Regions from separate parts of the Hordeum vulgare genome. Here region 1 is linked to region 2. The links are chromatin contacts, called in public Hi-C maps. All regions are on one chromosome and are shown on one strand. The core of a region is the stretch at or near the end of the contact, and the rest is flanking DNA. Distances in the headings are between cores, read along the strand shown.

Evidence for each region. Hi-C and Micro-C count contacts between places; a contact is called where the count stands out from the background.
Region 1: a Hi-C map of seedling shows a contact between it and region 2, with 3 times the contacts expected there. The contact joins the promoter of LOC123424776 here to the promoter of LOC123424775 in region 2. A contact is called at or near these places in 2 of 6 Hi-C or Micro-C datasets (leaf and seedling).

The regions. Positions count from the first base shown.
Region 1 is chr2H:45,307,850-45,314,571 of MorexV3_pseudomolecules_assembly, forward strand. It overlaps LOC123424776 (pentatricopeptide repeat-containing protein At2g32630-like), which reads right to left and starts at 1,266. Exons shown (of 3, transcript XM_045108467.1): 1 at 1-1,266. The coding sequence starts at 1,250.
Region 2 is chr2H:45,005,953-45,012,898 of MorexV3_pseudomolecules_assembly, forward strand. It overlaps LOC123424775 (photosystem I reaction center subunit N, chloroplastic), which reads left to right and starts at 5,446. Exons shown (of 3, transcript XM_045108465.1): 1 at 5,446-5,757; 2 at 5,861-5,986; 3 at 6,088-6,346. The coding sequence starts at 5,536. The coding sequence ends at 6,177. LOC123424774 (60S ribosome subunit biogenesis protein NIP7 homolog) reads left to right here and starts at 2,172. Exons shown (of 2, transcript XM_045108464.1): 1 at 2,172-2,849; 2 at 4,066-4,363. The coding sequence starts at 2,282. The coding sequence ends at 2,848. It overlaps TRNAG-CCC (a tRNA gene), which reads right to left and starts at 4,688; the gene lies at 4,618-4,688. It overlaps TRNAG-CCC (a tRNA gene), which reads right to left and starts at 6,823; the gene lies at 6,753-6,823.

The DNA of each region.
Region 1 (6,722 bases), core at 16-2,515, 300 kb after region 2:
TTGTAGGTTACAACACTCGGTCTTGACCCCTTACCTTCCATATCTCGGAACAACCTTCTTGCCTCTACCATGTCACCCTCCTTGGAATGGATGCTGATCAACGTGGTGTAGCTGACATAGTTTGACTCGACTCCATTCTCTGTCATGATATGCAGTAGCTTCTTGGCATCTTCCATTCTATTCACCCTGCAGAGCCCACACGCAAGCGTGTTGTATGTATAGACATCCAACTGGATGCCCATCCTCTCCATGACCGCCTTAATTTCCAGGGCCTTGTCCACCATGCCATGGCGACAATACCCGTCAATCATCGTATTGAAAATGATTTGGTTATGCCCTACTCCTCTCAACTGCATATCTGTCAGCAACATCTCAGCAGCCTCTATCTGCCCAATCTTACAGAACCCATTGATCAACGCTCCATATGTACGCTCATTCGGCTCGATGCCATTGCCAACGCATTCATCGAACACCTCAGACGCCCTCCGCACATTCCCAGCCCGGCAATACGCATTGATAACCGCACTGTAGAAGTAGACATCGCCCGCGACATTCTTCCTCTTGATCTCATCAAACACGGACTCCACCTTGCTGATATCCCCGGCCGTCGACAAACCATCGACAAGGATCGTGTACGTCCCGACCGTCGGCTCCACGCCTCCACTCTCCATCTCCTTCAGCACCTCCGCGACCCGTGCATCGTTCTTCTGGCGCGTGTAGGTGTCCAGCAGCGGGTTATAGCAGCACGCGTTGAGCTTCACGCCGTGCCTTGGCATTTCGTCGAGCAGGCGGCGGGCGTCGTCCATGCGGCCGGCCTTGCAGAAGCCGTCGACGACGACCGAGGCCGAGAGAGGCGTGATGCAGCCCGGGCAGGAAGCGAGCGCCTTCCTGAGGAGCTCGGCGGCGGGGAGCAGATGGCCGGTCCGGCGGAGCGAGAGCAGCGACGAGGTGAGCGAGCGCGGGTCGAGGCTGCCGAGGCGCGAGACGGTGAGGTCGAGCGCCTCGGCCGCGCGGTCGGGGGCGCCCGCGTCCGCGTACGCGCGGAAGAGCATGTCGTGGAAGGACGCGACGGCGTGCCGCGGCGCGGCGCGCGGGAGGGAGCCGGCCGCCAGGTCGGCGAAGGGGACCGCGAGGAGGGTCGGGGTAAGGAGCAACGGGAGCATCGACTTCGCCGCGCCGAAGCGGCGCGCGGAGAGGAGCGACGCGAAGGCGGCGAGCGGCGCCGGCCGCGTCTCGGGGACGGACGCCATCGTCGTCCGTCGGCGGCAGTCAGAGGACCGGGGGTGGGGGAATGGGAGTATGGGACTAGTCGGGCTGGGCTGGGCCGCGCTTTCTGTTTGAGCCTGGGCTTATCCGCCTCCTCTATAGCACTTTAGATTTGGTGGCTCATACAGAAATCAAACGTGTGAAGAAATTTGCTCAAAAAAAAAAAAACGTGTGAAGAAATTTTCTGATGGTTGTTGTCAAAAAAATAAAAATCGTCCGACGGTGGCGACAAGTTGTCGAAAGTAGAAAACCTTTGTTGAATTTCTTCCCACGCTTGCACGAAGGGATGAGTTGGCTATTTTGTGCTTATTTCTTATGGTTTGAATTTTTTAAGTCATCTCCTTTTTCACGAGTAAAATGCACTGTTGCCTCCTAAACTCGTTGGCTAGGACCAAAACAGTCCTTAAATTCACAAAGTGTATCAATGCAATCCTTATACTTGAGGATATCGACTCAATACCGTCTCCAAACATGGAGCACCAGTCCTAAGATATGATTGCACATACAATTTGCGTATTCAGCAGCCCACCAGACATGCCACATCAACTGGTCCAACTCTCCATACACGTGGGACCCACTTGTTAGTGGGGGAGACAAGAAAATGACTAATATTGACGTGCAATGTGAGTCGAACTAGCAGACCTTGAGGTTGGCGTAATGCACTCGCGAGCTGATTAACTAAACCACCGTTCATTGTTGCTTACTAAAGAGATGCAACTTTATTCTCTCAACGAAAAGGAAAATTAAATGAAAGTCACCTAGGAGGCCATTCGTCTCGTGGCACACGGCTTGGCTACTCATCCAGGAGGTCGTTCGTTCACGCTAGACGCATGCCCGGGAGGGCATTACACATGGAAAATAGCATATGCGGCGTTGGTGCATAACTACTTGAGCTTGGCAAGGACCTCTCAATGTCAATGGTAAACCACGACCCAAACTTCCACCACCTCGCGACACCGACATGATGTGCCAAGCTCTCCGACGATTCTAGTCACATGTCTGGACAACGGGAATGTATGTCGGCTGCAGAGACGAAGATCAAGTCAAGGACATCGATGGAGAGGGAGATCAAGTCGAGGTCGGCACGAACATCATGAGATGATCGAGGTTGCTACACACAAAAGAGAGCATGTCGTACATGCCAACGATCGGCTATGTCGCGGGACTAAATGGCTATCTCTAGTCCCGGTTTGTGATACAAACCGAGACGAAATGGGCTCGTGGGGCCCCAGCCTAACGCTAGCCTGCCATCATACCTTTAGTCCCGGTATGTATCACAAACCGGGACTACATGTATAAAATGAACCGAGATTAAAGATGCCCGAGCCCCCGACCGCTCCTAGGCATTTGAACCGGAACTAATTAATGATCACATTAGTCCCTGACCGAAATGAAACCGGGACTAATGTGTTGGAATTATGCCCTAGAGGCAATAATGAATATAGTTATTATTATAATTCCTGTATCAAGATAATCGTTTATTATCCATGCTATAATTGTATTGAATGAAGACTCATTTACATGTGTGGATACATAGACAAAACACCGTCCCTAGCAAGCCTCTAGTTGGCTAGCCAGTTGATCAAAGATAGTCAGTGTCTTCTGATTATAAACAAGGTGTTGTTGCTTGATAACTGGATCACGTCATTAGGAGAATCACGTGATGGACTAGACCCAAACTAATAGACGTAGCATGTTGATCGTGTCATTTTGTTGCTACTGTTTTCTGCGTGTCAAGTATTTATTCCTATGACCATGAGATCATATAACTCACTGACACCGGAGGAATGCTTTGTGTGTATCAAACGTCGCAACGTAACTGGGTGACTATAAAGATGCTCTACAGGTATCTCCGAAGGTGTTAGTTGAGTTAGTATGGATCAAGGCTGGGATTTGTCACTCCGTGTGACGGAGAGGTATCTCGGGGCCCACTCGGTAATACAACATCACGCACAAGCCTTGCAAGCAATGTGACTTAGTGTAAGTTGCGGGATCTTGTATTACAGAACGAGTAAAGAGACTTGCCGATAAACGAGATTGAAATAGGTATGCGGATAGTGACGATCGAATCTCGGGCAAGTAACATACCGAAGGACAAAGGGAATGACATACGGGATTATATGAATCCTTGGCACTGAGGTTCAAACGATAAGATCTTCGTAGAATATGTAGGATCCAATATGGGCATCCAGGTCCCGCTATTGGATATTGACCGAGGAGTCTCTCGGGTCATGTCTACATAGTTCTCGAACCCGCAGGGTCTGCACACTTAAGGTTGGACGTTGTTTTATGCGTACTAGAGTTATATGGTTGGTTAACGAATGTTGTTCGGAGTCCCGGATGAGATCACGGACGTCACGGGGGTTTCCGAAATGGTCCGGAAACGAAGATTGATATATAGGATGACCTCATTTGATTACCGGAAGGTTTTCGGAGTTACCGGGAATGACGAATGGGTTCCGGGGGTTCACCGGGGGGGGGGGGTGCAACCCACCCCGGGGAAGCCCATAGGCCTTGGGGGAGGCACACCAGCCCTTAGTGGGCTGGTGGGACAGCCCACAAGTGCCCTATGCGCCATAGAGATAAAAATCAAAGAGAAAGAGAAAAAAAAAGGAAGGAGGTGGGAAGGAAGGGGGACTCCTCCCACCAAACCAAGTCCAACTCGGTTTGGGGGGGGGAGTCCTCCCCCCTTGGACTCGGCCGACCCCCTTGGGGCTCCTTGAGCCCCAAGGCAAGGCCCCCTCCCTCCCACCTATATATACGGAGGTTTTAGTGCTGATTTGAGACGACTTTCCCACGGCAGCCCGACCACATACCTCCACGGTTTTTCCTCTAGATCGCGTTTCTGCGGAGCTCGGGCGGAGCCCTGCTGAGACAAGGTCATCACCAACCTCCGGAGCGCCGTCACGCTGCCGGAGAACTCTTCTACCTCTCCGTCTCTCTTGCTGGATCAAGAAGGCCGAGATCATCGTCGAGCTGTACGTGTGCTGAACGCGGAGGTGCCGTCCGTTCGGTACTAGATCGTGGGACTGATCGCGGGATTGTTCGCGGGGCGGATCGAGGGACGTGAGGACGTTCCACTACATCAACCGCGTTCTCTAACGCTTCTGCTGTACGATCTACAAGGGTACGTAGATCACTCATCCCCTCTCGTAGATGGACATCACCATGATAGGTCTTCGTGCGCGTAGGAAAATTTTTGTTTCCCATGCGACGTTCCCCAACATAATGATCCAAACATCAGGTCTATTTTGTACTAGTGGCGGTATACATCCAGCAGCTAGCAATCCTTGTTACGTAATGCGTTGGCTATGGCAAGAAGCGTATCAAGCAGGCGAGGGCTAGCCAGACGAAGGTACGAATCGAACCCTCAGAACCTTCATGGAGGCGCCGTCTTCGGAGGTTTGTGTGTTTAGGGGAGAGTTGTTGTGGATGATGGGATCCATGTGTCAGATCTAGCAACAGTAATAGTGTGGAGGTTGGTAGGAGGAGTGGCGTTCTACCTACCATATCGATGACGACGAGTCTTGGCAGCATGGTGAAACTGAGCATCGACGGCAGATGCGTTCGGATGGACGAGCGCGGGGCGGTGGCATTGTTGGGCGCCGTGGTGACTTCAACGAATGACCGGACTCACAAAGATGATGCGGATATCTTCTCTGAAGATGGGTCAGCGACTTGATGATGGTGATGACTTTCTATAATGTGTCCATGTGGTGTACGCTTTAGGTTTGCTGCTCCGACTGTAGGTTCCGATACGTTATACAGATGGATCAAAGACGACAACAACTGTAGATATGAGGAGTGAAGGCACTCCTCATTATCGAAGTTGTAGGACAAAGGGAATGACATACGGGATTATATGAATCCTTGGCACTGAGGTTCAAACGATAAGATCTTCGTAGAATATGTAGGATCCAATATGGGCATCCAGGTCCCGCTATTGGATATTTACCGAGGAGTCTCTCGGGTCATGTCTACATAGTTCTCGAACCCGCACGGTCTGCACACTTAAGGTTCGACGTTGTTTTATGCGTATTATAGTTATATGGTTGGTTAACGAATGTTGTTCGGAGTCCCGGATGAGATCACAGACGTCACGAGGGTTTCCAGAATGGTCCGGAAACGAAGATTGATATATAGGATGACCTCATTTGATTACCGGAAGGTTTTCGGAGTTACCGGGAATGTACCGGGAATGACGAATGGGTTCCGGGGGTTCACCGGGGGGGCAACCCACCCCGGGGAAGCCCATAGGCCTTGGGGGAGGCACACCAGCCCTTAGTGGGCTGGTGGGACAGCCCACAAGTGCCCTATGCGCCATAGAGATAAAAATCAAAGAGAAAGAGAGAAAAAAAAGGAAGGAGGTGGGAAGGAAGGGGGACTCCTCCCACCAAACCAAGTTGTTGAGGCATAATTTATGCCTAAGTAATTTTGGTGATTGATGACAGTACCATACAGGACTAATCGTGTGTGTCAAGGTTTCAGGCAACATTCGTCAACGGCACAAGACGACACGACTCCTCTCTTCGGGAACGGAAGCATGGCGCTATCCTAGATTCTCTTCATTTGAGTCATAGGAAAGCCGTACTATTAAGAGGGGATCCGTAGTGGAAAGGTTTGGGTGGAATCTATCTTTGCACACGCACACCTCTATTTTCTCCCTTTCCTTTTTCCTTGGAGCGGCCCTTGCCGTTTTGTTCTTTGCGTCTCGGCAAAATGGTCCCAGCGGTAGTACCGCTGGTCCCAGCGGTAGTACCACTGGACTGCCAGCGGTAGTACCGGTAGTACCGCCAGGCTGGCGGTAGTACCGCCCTGGCTGGCGGTAGTACCGCTCCAGGTGCCCTGTTCCACCTACCTAGCGGTAGTTCGTGGACGGACCCTTTTGCGAAGACTTTCTCGGCGGTAGTAGTGCTTATGCAGTACCAAGGGCCAGCGGTAGTACCGCTGGTTCTAGCGGTAGTACCGCTGGAAGGGCCAGCGGTAGTACCACTGGAAGCCCCAGCGGTAGTACCGCTGCATCCAACGGTAGTACCGCCAGGCAGCGGTAGTACCGCTCCTTCCCAGCGGTAGTACCGTTGGATCTCTGGCAGAGAGTGGGAAAACGGTCTGAATTTTCCCCCCACTATATAAAGGGTTCTTCTAGCTGAGGAACCCTATCTCTTACCTCTCTAAGCTCCATTGTTGCTCCACAAGCTTAAAAGTGCCCGATCTCTCTCCCTAGCCAATCAAACTTGTTGATTCTTTAGGGATTGGTTGAGAAGGCCTAGATCCACACTTCCACCAAGAGAAAAGTTGATTCCCCCACCTATCCCTTGCGGATCTTGTTACTCTTGGGTGTTTGAGCATCCTAGACGGTTGAGGTCACCTCGAAGCCATATTCCATTGTGGTGAAGCTTCGTGGTCTTGTTGGGAGCCTCCAAGCTTTGTGTGGAGTTGCCCCAACCTTGTTTGTA
Region 2 (6,946 bases), core at 4,196-6,695:
AGGACGGATGGTTTCGGATACCGGAAGTGTTTCGGGCATCACCGGTAACATACCGGGACCACCGAAGGTGGCCCCGGGGGTCCACCGAAGGGGGCCAACGACCCCGGGAGGTAAGGTGGGCCAAGTGGGAAGGGAACCAGCCCCTAGGTGGGCTGGTGCGCCTCCCCACTCAGCCCAATGCGTGGGGGAGAGAAAGGGGGGGCAAACCCTAAGCGAGGTGGGCCTAAGGCCCACCAGGTAGTGCGCCACCCCCTCCCCATCCTAGCCGCCGCCCCCCTTTCCCATCTGGTGGCCGCCGGCCCTTAGGGAGGGAACCCTAGGGGTGGCACAGCCCCTCCCCCTCCTCCTATAAATAGAGAGGGTTTTTGGGCCTTGGGAGACAGACTTTTGCCTCTCCCTCGGCGCAGCCCTGCCCTTCTTCCTCCTCCTCTCTGCCGGTGCTTGGTGAAGCCCTGCCGGGAGACCTCGTCTCTCCATCGACACCACGCCGTCGTGCTGCTGGAGTTCTTCCCCAACCTCTCCCTCCTCCTTGCTGGATCAAGGTGCGGGAGACGTCACCGAGCTGCACGTGTGTTGAACGCGGAGGTGCCGTAGTTCGGCACTAGATCGGAATCACACCGCGATCTGAATCGCCGCGAGTACGACTCCATCAACCGCGTTCTAGTAACGCTTCCGCTTAGCGATCTTCAAAGGTATGAAGATGCTCTTACCACTCTCTCGTTGCTGGTCTCTCCATAGGAAGATCTGAATATGCGTAGGAAAATTTTGAATTTATGCTACGTTACCCAACACACCCCCCCGAGAGTATCTAAAAAGAGATATAGAAGGGATCGTGGCGGAATAAAGGCTTGCAACGACAAAAAAAATATTTGGGGTCTCGCTTCAAGGGTTTCTGTATATGTGAAAAAAATCCGACCCATCCGTGCGATTCAAACCGACCTCAAACGCTCAGTCTGCCTGGAATACCTTATATTCAACCCAAATATGAGGCGGATATGGGAGGCCCGGGGGCGACCAGACACGTTCGACACGTCGGACCCGACTCAGGCTGGCTCCCCGACCCCACATATATTCGTCCCCATCCATTCTTCGGACCAAACCCTAGCCACTCCACTCCATTCTTCTTCACTTTCATCCGCTATCAAGCTCCTATCTACGACTTTTGGCCTTCTCCGGCATGGTTGGAAGTTGATTCAAGTCTTACACCTCCAGATCTATCGACCTCGAGGTCATCCCACGCGACCTTGAGGAGAAGATGATCGTCGAGCTTGCGCTCCAGCGCTCTCGGAGGAGGTCGCTCGACGACAGCGCTCGAACCCCTTCCGCAAGGAATCCATTGCGTTCGCCCAAATGGCGCATGGATCCACCACGAGGTGTGTCGCTGCTGCCTCACCGGAGGCGGTGCAGGCTGTATGGCGGAAGAACGCGGTGATGCACGCGCAACCCCTTCGTTGGCATGTCGAGGCGGATGCGAACACATGGGCGTCATCGAACGCAAATATGACACGGCGTGCCCGCCATACGAGGCAAGAGGCGTGGGAGACGACGGTGGTCTTCACGATGGTGGACGTTGGCGAGGAGAAGTCGCATTCTCCGGCGCCCCGTATGGTGCACCAGCTCGCACACCACAACTGTGTCATGGTGGACGTCGCCGGCTCCTCCGAGAATGAATCCATAATCGATCTCACGTCCACTAGCACCGTCAAGGTAATGGGCTCCCACGAGAGAGAATAGGGCATGGGAGACGGCGTCGCCTCGAATCCCGTGAGCCCGTGCGTGTCTCATGTCCTACTCTACCTTGCCGATGATCGAACCAATACTCGGAGGACGCAGCCAGCCTCCAGACATGGGCACGGCGGAGGCGGATGAGCTCCATTTAAATTAGGTTTCACGTTGCATGTAATAGTATGAATTTAAGATTTCTAAATTAAGATCTGTGCTTGCGAAATATTTTATTTGAAGACACTATGTACGTATGGGTCGAATTTGTCAAGTCCGATAGGTGCTCTTAGGAACCACATCTAACTTATAATTAGGTGAGCAATTTTTTAATTTTTTTGGCAAAAATGATTGAAAGTGGTCAAAGAGCATGTGAAACAATTGCGAGGAATGCTATCATCCGATCCAACGGCAGACAATCAAAAGGCCCGCGGTCTCGATAAAACAGGGGGAGGATCCACCCGACTAAACCCTAGCCTCTCCGTCCGTCCCCAACCTTCACCGCCACTCCGCCCCCAAACCCCGCCGCCGCCGCCGCCGCAGCAGCCGCCTCCCCTGCGCCATGCGTCCGCTCGACGAGAAGGAGACCACGATGGTCTTCGAGAAGCTCTTCAAGTTCACCGGCCCCAACCTGAAGCACCTCCTGGATCGGCCCTCCGTGGAGGGCCCCGACCCGGAGTCCGGCCGCTACTGCCTCCGCCTCCACAAGAACCGCGTCTTCTACGCCTCCGAGTCGCTCGTCCGCCGCGCCACCGCCGTGTCCCGCACGCGCCTCGCCAGCGTCGGCACGCCCATCGGCAAGTTCACCCACGGCGGCGCCTTCCACCTCACCGTCCACGCGCTCGACCTCCTCGCCGCCCACGCGCGCCGCCGCATCTGGCTCAAGCCCGAGACGGAGCGCTCGTTCCTCTTCGGCAACTCCGTGCCCAAGTCCGCGCTCGCGCGCATCACCGAGAACACCAAGTCCGGCGACGGCGTCGTCGTCATGTCCATGGCCGACGTGCCCCTCGGGTTTGGGGTCGCCGCCAGGGGCGCGCAGGACTGCAGGAAGGCCGACACCAACGCTGTGGTGGTGCTCCACCAGTCCGACGCCGGCGAGTACCTCCGCAAGGAGGAGGAGCTCATGTGAGGTGAGGGTCGAGGCCTGGTTGTTCTTGTGTTAACTGATTGGACCATATGCGTGGATTTAGGGACCCAATGTCTTACTATCTTGTTGGAGAATTCCTGCATATGGCATATGAATGTACTGGATGATAAATTGAGTATGGATGAGACGGTTGCAATTTTTGGCGATAATTGGTCTTTTTTCACCTGTGAGTGCATTAAATGGAATTTTTGGATCATATTACTTACTGAATTGTGTGGAATGAATCAAGCAAAGTAGTTTCTGGGATTGAATTGTTCCATTGGGTTATTAGTTGTTAGACGGTGCTGGTCATGTTGTTAATAAACCATATAGCTGATTTATACATAGATGAATTGGTTAATTGAAGAAGTATGTTGCATCACTTAGGCTAATAGAAATTTGGCACTTTGATCAAGGGTTGTCTTTGTGCGTCTTGCGGTGATGTATTTGACTTACCTGGACTATTTGTTCCCACCTCTGGTGCACATTCTTTGACTTACCAGGTTCTCTGTAATATTGCTGTGCGAACTACTACTTCAGAAGTGTAGATGTTTTCAAATGAGATTAGTGAGCCTTCGGATGTACCCCCTCCGCCCGGAGTTACTTGTTGCATAAATAGATAAAAATGGATGTATCTAGAGCTAAAATACATGTAGATACATTCATTTCTTGGACAAGTATTTCTGGACGGAGGTACTGTACATAATGTTTTCACTTTGTGGTCTTCACTAAATGTGAAGTTAGAATGCCCTTAAACAATAACTGCCCTGATCATTTGTTGTCGTGACTGGTAGAAACTTAAGGCGCAGCATGACCTCTGTGCTGTTTGCACTGAACGTAGAGCTTTTCCATCATGAACATAGAAACGCTTAGTACACCGGACTAAGATTGGGTTGAAGGTTTAGTTCTGATATATACTCAGTCTACGATTGGTTTATTATTTCCCTGTAACTCACTGTTGCATGTGTTTGCTGTTAGATTGGCCTAACCCACTTATCGATTATGAAATCCTGCTTCTGCAGTTATAGTAGTATTGGTACTCGAGCAGAAAATAAACTGCTTGCTCGCTTTCCCCGTTGTCCATGCCGTTTGATTGTTTCGGTGACATCATCCTCTGACAATCAATCGCTAGTTATGCGGTCTATAGATATTTCTTTCATGCCCTGAGCATGTCATTTGTATGACGCACTTGGTTTGCCTCTTGTGATTCCGATTTACAGCATTCGTGCTTGCAGGTGATGTTTGACTGTGGTGCTGAAAGATGTGTTCCCTCCATGGTTGTGATCACCGATCATCTGTGCTTGCAATCAGTGTGCAGTTCGTCGACCATTCTGTATTCTGCAGTCTTCATAAAGGGCAAGGAAAAGCGGATGTCTGATTGTAGCAGAGTGGTAAAGCAGATGTCTGATGGCTATAAATTTTATCATGCTGTAGCTTATCAGGAAGCTACTGCATTGTATCGCGTGAAATGTGAAGTAAGGATTATGATAATGGATACATTTCCTCTTGGAGCCCTAATTGTTGTTATGTCTGATCGATAAATTACTTACCAGCAAGCTAACCTGCTCATGAATGCCCCTGGTTTCATCACTTTTAATGGGGTGACATGGCTCGCCATTATCAGGACAAAACAGATGATTGGATAGATTGCCAGCAGATTTGATCTTCACTGATAAAACATACAATTAGAATTCCAAGTTTAGGTTAGCACAAGGAGATTAACTTTTGTCATTCAATAAGAATGGAAAAACAAAAAATATGTCAGGAAAAATTGCGCATCCAGGGAATCGAACCCTGGTCAGTACCGTGGGAGGGTACTATGATACCACTACACCAGATGCGCTTTGTTGTGTTTCAGACCTTGATTACGTCTATTATACGTCTGTACTCTAAAATCCAGTGCACAACTGGCCTATTTTTTCAAAAAGGGATCCTTTATTATATTACTTAATATAAAGGGGACCACTGTCCTATGGTTCAAATTTATCTAAAAATTCTAATTAGTGGTCGGAGATATGAAGTTTCACTACAAACCTTTAGAAACGCCATGTAATTTCTAAAACCAATATCCAAACGAGTGCCGCAATGCAATACACTTTATATTTCGGATTTAAAAAAAAAAACCTATACACCTGATATCAGGGAACAGAGGTAGTATTACTTAAAGGGGCACAACTGTCCTATGGTTCAAATTAATCTAAAAATTCTAATTAGTGGTCGGAGACACCAAGTATCACTACAGACCTTTAAAAACGCCATGTAATTTCGAATAGAGCTACTATGGTACGCAGATCAAATGAGTTGTTGATGGCTGCATGCATCGATTGATGCGGAAGCCGGGGTCTAAGTTCCTCTTTTTCAAAAAAAATAAAATAAAAAAAATCAAATGAGCTGTTTCGTGAGAGCTCAAGCGTTGAAAATCTAGTGATGCAGTCAGGCCAAGGCCAAGAAGATCCCGGCACGTGTCGCATGGGCCCCATCCCATTCGGATAATGGGAGCCACCGTGGCGCCGAGGCCAGCCAATGGAAACGAAGCAAGCCTCACCCTATCCACACGCCCACCGCAAACCCCAGTTTCCCTCCACAGCATCCTCCACGATCAAAAACAAAACCATCACCCCCCATCCCCCGAGGCCACCACACACGCGCGCGCACACACCAGATTATTCCAAGAAGACCTCGGGAGGATCATGGCCGGCGTGAACACCAGCGTTGTCGGCCTCAAGCCCGCCGCGGCGGTGCCGCAGTCGGCCTCGCCCGCGGCGGCAAAGCGCGTGCAGGTCGCCCCGGCCAAGGACCGGCGGTCGGCGCTTCTCGGCCTGGCGGCCGTCTTCGCCGCCACCGCCGCCTCCGCCGCCTCCGCCAGGGCAAGCGTCTTCGACGAGTACCTCGAGAAGAGCAAGCTCAACAAGGTCCGCTTCCTTCTCTCCTCCTTCCCTGTATAAGTGGATCGATCGCCCGTGCTCGTTCTCTCACCGGAGTTTTTTTTATGGTTCTTGCGGCGGCGATGATCAGGAGCTGAACGACAAGAAGAGGGCGGCGACGAGCGGCGCCAACTTCGCGCGCGCCTACACCGTCCAGTTCGGCAGCTGCAAGTTCCCCTACAACTTCACCGGCTGCCAGGACCTCGCCAAGCAGAAGGTAACTCTCAACATCCATTTCTCTCCATGGCCGGCTCGGACGAGCTCTTAGTTAGGCTCTGGCTGACGATCATGCATGGGTGCCTTCTTGCGTGGCTGCAGAAAGTCCCGTTCATCACCGACGACCTCGAGATCGAGTGCGAGGGGAAGGAGAAGTTCAAGTGCGGGTCCAACGTCTTCTGGAAATGGTGAAGCTGGTCGATATGGCGAGTGCTGATGTATGTCAGTCAGGCTGTACCTAGATGTCCAAACTGCACAAGTGTTTCGGCTGTGAAGTCATCGTCTCTGTAATTTTATCATCAAGTGGAATCCTGTTTTTCACCTGTAATTGCACTAGTGGAAACCTGCATATATCCTGTCACATCCAGCACGCAAACATTCATTAGTTAGGATCTTTCAGGCAATCCCCGCAAAAAAAATAAAATAAAAAATCTTTCAGTTTCACGCAAGCTGCTTAGGCAAAGTCGAGATCAGTTGGGAAAACACACATTTTCTTCTTCTTCTGATTTCGCCATGATTCGTCAATCATAACACCTAAAGAAGTTATCATCGTAAGTTAAATTAGTGCATAGAACCGAGAAATATTAACTTTTAAAAAAAGAACCGAGAAATATTAACTTTTAAAAAAAGAACCGAGAAATATTCATGTTGTTGCAACTAAATAATTCTAAGCACATATTCAAACCAAGCTGGTTGGCGCACACATAGGTTAATTTTGTTTTTGATTATATACAAAGGAGCAATGGAAAAAAAACGAGAAAAAAAAATGCGCATCCAGGGAATCGAACCCTGGTCAGTACCGTGGGAGGGTACTATGATACCACTACACCAGATGCGCTTGTCTGGCATAGGGCCTTAATCATATTTAAATACTAGGTTATCTTCAAATTCATTGTTCAAACCCATATAGCCGATGCGTTAGTAATTTATACTCCCTCCGTGCCAAAAAATGTCGCAGATT